Linked DNA regions of Rattus norvegicus: region 1 is linked to region 2. The links are chromatin contacts, called in public Hi-C maps. All regions are on one chromosome and are shown on one strand. Each heading gives the region's core, a stretch centred on a gene start, on an enhancer-like site or on the middle of the called end of the contact. The rest is flanking DNA. Distances are from core to core; before and after follow the strand shown.

The links. A called contact is a pair of places that touch in the nucleus more often than the background predicts.
Region 1: a Hi-C map of liver shows a contact between it and region 2, with 3 times the contacts expected there. The contact joins the enhancer-like site here to the promoter of Mcfd2 in region 2. A contact is called at or near these places in 8 of 12 Hi-C or Micro-C datasets (the A7r5 cell line, the Rat2 cell line, Schwann cells and 4 more).

What each region holds. Positions count from the first base shown.
Region 1 is chr6:13,867,337-13,871,351 of GRCr8, forward strand. The region is part of intron 10 of Prkce (protein kinase C, epsilon); the gene reads right to left. Among named protein-coding and RNA genes, the nearest start is that of Prkcel1, 60 kb to the right of the region's middle. Within about 2 kb of position 1,730, at least 23 of the 93 cell types and tissues checked have an H3K27ac peak or open chromatin away from gene starts, as enhancers often do. A contact at or near this core is called in the A7r5 cell line and liver, where this site is marked.
Region 2 is chr6:13,026,226-13,030,042 of GRCr8, forward strand. It overlaps Mcfd2 (multiple coagulation factor deficiency 2, ER cargo receptor complex subunit), which reads left to right and starts at 1,825. Exons shown (of 4, transcript NM_139253.2): 1 at 1,825-1,893.

The DNA of each region.
Region 1 (4,015 bases), core at 480-2,979, 840 kb after region 2:
CATTCTTCCCAGCTCTTCCTGCAATGGCCCTCTTCTACCCCAGGAGGCAAACGTGGTGCTGTGATCTGAATCCCAGCTCTGTCTTGCTGGGGATGTTAATATGAAGCTGGACAAAGTGGGGCTGCTCTGTCAGATGGGAAAGCGGCAATGGAGTTCCATCCGGCTACAACACGCATGGGGTCTGCATGAGCACACACGCACACACCCTACCTCAACAAGGCACCTCCACGAACCCTGAGTGTGAATATAAAAATTAGCAGCATTGGAGTGAGCAAAGAGGTGAGCAGAATGAGTGTGCCCCTTCATGTTGGAAAACGTGCCAAACAGACCCACGTGGAAGAATACACACACACACACACACACACACACACACACACACACACACACACAAGTGTATAAATGTGTCTATCACTTCGTCCCCAAAGTTAGAGAATTTGTTTTTTGGCTTGGGTGTTTTGTTTGTTTGATCTTTCTTTGAGTCAATCTTCATATACAGAGAGAGTCGCCTCAAACTTTCTATCCTCCTGCCTCAGCCTCCAAGTGTTCAAAGGTGATAAATCCTATGTTTATTTTACCATAATAAAATGTGGAAATATAGAAGAAAATCTTCTTTCCGTGTTTCCTTACATGTAAAGAAGCTACCTTATGTGACAGACTCTAGACTAAGAGGCAGCACTCCTCCCTGTCTGCCCTGAGGTGGGCACACTGGAGCAAAGTGAGCCCTATAACTTTGCACTTCATTCTAGAATGGGTCCTTGCTTCAAGACCTGGGTGACCACTTTCTTCATGCAGCCTGATTGGTATGAAATTATGCGGCCCCTCTACTTGCACTCTTATCCCCCTCTCCACGTCCCTCGGCTCTCCTCAGGCAACGGAGATTGGCACTCAGTGACTTTACACACCGACCCTCCTATCAGAGTCTCCATAAGCCCTCAGTCACTTGCAGGCCACAGGGCCCTGAGTGTAAATTGGCTAAGGAAGAGAAATGGCATTGCCGCCCACCCATCCTGCTCACACAGGATGTTCTTCAGCACCAAGATGTGCTTCCTCGCATCACTGGATAAGACACTGTGTCACACAGAGCCCAAAGCATCCACGTAGACTCTCTTCACCTAACGCTGGAGAGCATTACCAAGCCCAGCACTACCACTTCCAATCTTCTACTGTCGAGCCCGTAGCATAGAGTCCCGAGGGCTGCTAATCCAAACCATCTAGAGGTATTGAACATCGAGGGCTTTTGTTTTCTAGAAACAGCCAGCAAAGGGGCCAAAAGCCCTCCAACTCCTCCCAGGCCCCACCACCCCAATGTCACCTGGCCTAGCAGGATCATGGCCTACCCTTCAGGTTGCTTTCTCCGTTCTCTTAGGTGGCCTGATTATTCACTAGATCTTTCTCTCTCCTGGTCACCTTGTACCCCCGCCATCCCTTCTTTTCTTTAGGGTTTGCAGTTTTGTTAAAAGTTAAAAAAAATTAGAGTTCTTTGAAACTACAAATCCTCTACTATGTTGTCAACACTTGCTCCAGGCAGCTCTCCCCTTGCCCACAGAGATGATTAAATCACATTTGAAAAACATCACCAGTTGCTTTTTAAGGATTCTCCACGCCACCCGTTCCCCAGGGCTGGAGGGAGGCTGGTGGGCGGGTGGAGATCCTGTAGAGGCTCAGCCCCATTCCCAGTTTCCCTCACAGCAAAGTCCTCCAGGATTTGGCTTCCCAGGCCTGGCAGGAAATGCCAGAGGGTGGGGGATGGGTACAGTGTGCAGAGATGCAAGTTTTAAAGAGGCAATGCCACGGGTGAGACTGGCCAAGTCGGGTTTTGTGGGATCCAGTTGGAAGGGATGGTTTTGTAATGGGGATGATAAAACACAAACACACAACATCTAGAAGGGCCTGGGAATTTTAGTTTTCTGTTAACCACAAAAATCAAAATAAATCTATCTCTTGGGAGCCCTCTGAGCTCCAGAGGCCAATGGAACAGGAGATTTCTGAAAAAGGAGCTTCTGTACCAGGTTCACACCTGGAGCAGGAAGGCCATGCTCTTTAGCACCAAGAGGGACACTTCAGTCCCTAACGAGGGTCCCCAGCACTGCCATGCTCCTTTCCCTCAGCCTCTGACTCCACAAGAGTCTGTTCTCCTTATTTTCTCAGTATGCACCCTTCCCCACAAACCTCACCTCTTTTTCCTTATCATTTGTCCGCAAAGAAGCAGGAGAACGGAGCTGTGAAACCTAGTGTGGGGAACACGTCAAGATGAACTCTAGAAAGGACTTTGGAGCCCATCTCTAGGTGCCCACCTTCTTCCCAATGCTTGCCCTATTTCAAGGGCCAGCTCTGTAGCTTCCGTAGCCTGATTTAGGTTCTCTAGAAACTCAAAACCACAGCAGGATCTCAAGTCTAGCACAAGGCCTGAACTTGATGGGTATGTATTTGTGGTTTTATTGACTGGCCTATCTGCCCATTCTCATTAGTGCTGGGTGCCAGAATCGTTTTATTTGCTTTTTATTTCCCAGAGTCTGTGCAAGAAGACTACGGCACAGCCAAGGACAGAACAGCTTTGTAGACAGAAATCTTTTTTTTTTTTTTTGGTTCTTTTTTTCGGAGCTGGGGACCGAACCCAGGGCCTTGCGCTTCCTAGGCAAGCGCTCTACCACTGAGCTAAATCCCCAACCCCGTAGACAGAAATCTTAAGTCACTATTTGAATTCAGCATGGTCCCCCAGCAGGCTGCAGCTGCCAGACTCGACTGGGCCATTATGGTTACTGTTGATGGCTCTGCACGGTGATCATTGCTGGATGCCGGAAAAGACACAGGGCCTTCCTTACTCTACACCCTTCCACGCTCTGCCAGCCGGTCTGTACCCATCTTAAAGCGCTGCACAATCTGCTGGGATGCTCTCAAGGAAGTTTCTGGGAGAGCCATTCCTCCCCATATCCTAGAAACCGAGTCTATTGGTGACTTTTCCATTGTTGTAACCAGACACCATGACCAAGGCCACCTAAGAGTAAAGAGTTTCTTGGTGCTTATGGTTCCAGAGGGGTGGAGTCCATGATGGCATAGCAAAGATGTGGCAGCGGAAGCAGTGGGCTGGGGGCTCAGATCTTGAGTATCATGTGGGAAGCAGAGAGCACATTGGGAGTGGTGGGAGGCATCTAAAGTCTGAAGCCCAGCCCCAGTGACACAGTTCCCCCACAAAGCCACACCTCCTAAGACTCCTCACACACCAAGTAGAGACCAACTATTTAAATGTCTGAGCCTGGAGGCGTCCTTCTCATTTAAACCACCTCACTGAGGCTCAGCCCAAACCTGACTTAACACCGGCTGTTGCTCTGCCCGTTCTAATCAAGGACGAGACAAAAATCTTGATAGGATTGAAACAGATCTTTGTGGTTCTGAGTCATATACCTTGGTCAAAACCACGACGGAATCAGTGACTGAGGGATGGGACTTTTTTTCAGGAAAAACAACATCCAAGCAAGATTGAAAATTGACAGCTGATTATGGCTGCCCTCTCTGCTTCCAGTCCTGCCCAAATCTCACCCTTCAAAAGCACTGCTGCTTCGCTAGACCCCGAGGAACAGCAGCTCCCGGGTCCTCTTGGTTTGCGTGTCACTGAAACACTAAGGATTACTTAGTGTTCACTTACTGCAGAAGTTAGTCTGAGCCTCCAATCCTGAACCCAGTCAGCCAGTCATCCTTCCTCATGAAAATCTGTGTTCTGCTGAGAACCCCACACCAGCTTCAATCAGGAGGATATAGCCAATCTTCAAAACCATGACTACCGGCCATTAAAGGGCAAGTTCGTTTTTAAAAATTAAATTTGGGGTCTTTAGATGATTCTTCAAAGGTTCCTTTTATCAGTAAATCAATGAGTAAAATATATACATGGTGTATAAAACAGGCACCAACCTGCTCCTAGGGTGATGCTGGGTTCCTGACTCTGGCCTAAGGGAAGGTCTCTGAACTGCACACCAGTTCATTTCCTCTGCCCAAGTGAAGTCCATGATGTTCTTCAATG
Region 2 (3,817 bases), core at 575-3,074:
CCAACAGGGCCATACCCACTCCAACAAGGCTGTACCTCTTAATTGTGCCACTCTCTACAGGTCAAGCATTGAAACATGGGAGATAATGGAGGCCAAACCTATTCTAACCACCACAGGATGTTTGAGTGCAACAAATAAACAAGCCAGAAGAGACCCCTGGTTTGCCTGGAGATTGCCTTTTCAATTGCATTATGGGAAAGAACCAGAGGACAAATATCTGTGCAGGTAAGAATGGTCAGGCAGAAAAGATGGAGTACCTAGCTTGGTGGCAAGTGCTTATTAGACAAAAGTCTGAGCCAGGCTGTGGTGGCACAGACCTTTAATCCCATCACTTGGGAGGCAGAAGCACGTGGATCTGCGTCTGAGGTCAGCCTAGTCCACAGCAAGTTCCAGAACAGCCAGAGCTACACAGAGCTCCTGTCTCAAAAAACCAAACCAAACCAAACCAAACTAAACCAAACCAAACCAAACAGAAAGGTAGGTCTGGGAGGTGGAAGGTGAAGGACAGAGGATCAGGAGTTCCAGGCTACCCTCAGTCCAGTTCCTAGTCACTGAGTTTCTTTTTTTTTTTTTTTTTTTTTTGGTTCTTTTTTTTCGGAGCTGGGGACCGAACCCAGGGCCTTGTGCTTCCTAGGCAAGGGCTCTACCACTAAGCTAAATCCCCAACCCCAGTTACTGAGTTTCTTAAAGGGCCATAAACTACCTGTATTTATAGCTCCCAAGACAATGGAGCGTAGGTAGAATGCAGTCTGGATGGAGGCGCAGAGTACCCGGAACGAACTGGATCAAACTAATCTAAGCTTCAGAATGAGATGGAATGTTGTGTTAATATCTTAGGGACTAAGAGGTTTTTCTCTCCCTATAGGATAATGTTGAAACCTTAATCTTGGAAGTGGGACAAAGGCGGTGCTGTTGGCCAATTTTCAAGGCCTCAAGGAAGTAGGGAAGGCTTTGATATAATCTCTCTCCCCTTTTGATGTAGGAGCAGCTAAAAAAAAAAGATTATGTATCTTCATGGATACAAAGGAGAGAAGGTATTTTAAAATGTACAATCCTGTATCCATCTGGATTTATACACATTCACTGAAAGACAGTTTTGTTAGGAGTAAAGGGCAGGATCGTTTTTTGAAAGTATATTGTCTTCTCTAGAAAAGAACACCCGGTTTCGGCTAGGTGATTAAGAGCACTGGCTTTTCAGTCCCCACCACCCACATGGCACCTCACAACTGTCTAACTCCAGTTCAGGGGATCCCACACTCTCTGGTCGGACACCAATGTACATAAATTTAAAAAGTAAAGAAAACAAAACCAGCCGATTTCAGGAACTTTACTAGCTGGGTCGCCCATAAGTCTTGGAGCTTGAGGCTGTGGCTCAGGAATAGAGCAAAGAAAAAACGGAAGCAGGTCATTCATGGAAACGCAGGGTCCTTGGCGGGCACCGGCTGCCTCATTGGACAGGAGTTAGGGGTTTTACACTCTTCTTCGGTGTGAAGTGCGGGGAGAGGGGCAAGAGCACGGTCAAAGAATAGAGAAGGCGAGGCTGGCCAACCTCTGAGTCCGCTCCTCCGTATCCTGCAGCCCAAAACTCCTGTGGTGCCTCTTCCCGGGGCTTCAGGGTTGCCTAGCAACTCGCACGCCTGGACGCTCCAGGGCTAAGCAGCAGGGTGTCGCCCTCAGGAGGCAGATCCGGCGCGCCAGCCACAGGGGACACGTGGACTCAATGGATCGGGCCGCGCAGGGGGCGGGGCCGACGGCTCCCGGGGCGGTGGGAGGCTGTGCGCCTGCGCGGCTGACCGAGGGGCGGGTCCGGCGTGCGGAGAAAAAGCGTCAGGGGGACGGCAGCTGGCAAGGTTCATCCAGAAGTGCTTCGCGACTGCGTCAGGGATTATCAGGGTGAGCGAACCGGCGGGCGGGAGGCCTGACCCTTGGAGCAGAGGTCGGTCGGTGGCTCCCGGGCCTGGGACTCGGGATGGGAGGCCAGGGCGGCAGGGTGGAGGATGCCGACCGTCCGGGCACAGTGGGACCTGTGGCCCACGGCAGCCGCCTGTCTTCCGAGAGGGTTTCGGGGCCAGACGTGTCTGGCTGGCGGAGTCCCGCGCTGCTGTTTTCGCTCACCCCATTCCCGGGCGTCTAAGTGTCTGGCTGTAGGGTCAGCTGTGTGGACTTGTCACGTACCCCGGCTGGCCTAGAAGCACGAGGGCCACAGGCGTTACTCCATCTGTCCCTGGCTCCCCATCTGCCCCTGGCTCCCCCATCTTCCTCGGGGCAGACCCGCAGGTCCTGTTGTCTCGGCGGGGTTGGCTAGGTTGAGCCTGGGAGGTTAGGAAGACAAGGGATGCTCGTTTCTCTTGTTTTCCTTTTCTGGAAAACCTCCATCCACACATGTGCCCAAACCAGAGGCCTAGGCATCAATCTCGCCTACACTCGTCAAATACATTGAACCCATTCAGAACTCTCACTTTTCCAGACACCTTGCCTTAACAATCAGCTCCTCTTTCTGCTCCGTTGATATTTACTGATACTCTTCCACGTGTCCAATACAGGGAGCTAGAGACACGCTCTTGAAACAAATCTCTTATGCTCCTCCACCCTGCCCCATTCCCTGGTTCTTCTGTGGATTCTCTTTGCCCTTCTAAGCCCTTCCACAGGCCTACCATACCTGTGTGACTCACTGTCTTTGAACTTTACTCAAGACCTGTCCCTCAACTGAATATTCTGCAGCTACATTGGACCCAAGTCATTTCTGAGTTTAGGCGTTCACCGCCATATGTTCTGTCTATGAGGGGAATACATCGTTTTTGGTTGAAATATTTCTTCTCATGCTTTCTGTGGATGGGGGTTTATGTGGTACCCCTTGAGTGTCTCTTTGGTGATCTCTGTTTTGTATTAAGCTGTCATCTATGAGAGAGGAGTCCACCTGTTCTCACAACCCTCACAGTTCTGCTCTTCCTATGTTACTAGGCTGTTAGTTAAAGGGTAGCATGCTTTTCCTTTGGAATCCCCCAATGAACAAGTGGATCAAAATATTAAACACCAAATTGTTCAGGACAAATTCTCAACCTCAGCCCAGGTAAAGGTTTCTTTAACTGGGAGACTTATGGTTGGTTTTACTTCAAGAGCAAGGAGACAACCAGGACTAGTCAATTTTCATTGGCATTGGCTCTGGGTACAGGATAGATATCTGGGTGTTGTCAAATGTGAAAATTCCTAAGAGCCTCTGACTTAGAAAAAGGCTGCCAACAGCTGCTAGGAGGAAAGCTCACTCCCTGATAGGAATAATGACACAATGGGAGGAGAGGGTGGGCCAGGCCCTTCCCAGGAGCAGGCATGCTCCAAACGGAGAGCTCGGCCTAAGACCAGGGCCTTGGAGATGAAGTACTGTGCCACATCTCACCTTATTCTAACCACATTGTCCCAGGCCAGCTCAGCATTGGTACACAAATGAGAGGAAAAAGAAACATAGGAAGGAAGAAACAGACAAGGAAGCAAAGGGTGTTATCTGCAAGAGTCTTTGGGTTATGTCTGAGCTGGACCTAGAAGGAATGACCAGACACAGTGGCAACAGAGACCTCCGGAGCAGTGAGAGGAACCTTGTTGGAGTCAAGGCTCTGAGGGGGCCAGCATTGCTCTGTCAGACTCATGCTGCTCCTTGCGATGAACGTGATGGCATGGATTTTGTCTCCAGCCCCCTGGATGCGAGGGTGATCTGGTTGCAGCAGATCATACCCCATGGAACCAGGGTTAGTGGTGATGGTCTGTTGGGCTTAGCAAAATCCTTTTCCTCTTTCGTTGCTCTGTGTGTCTCTCCCAGAGTTTC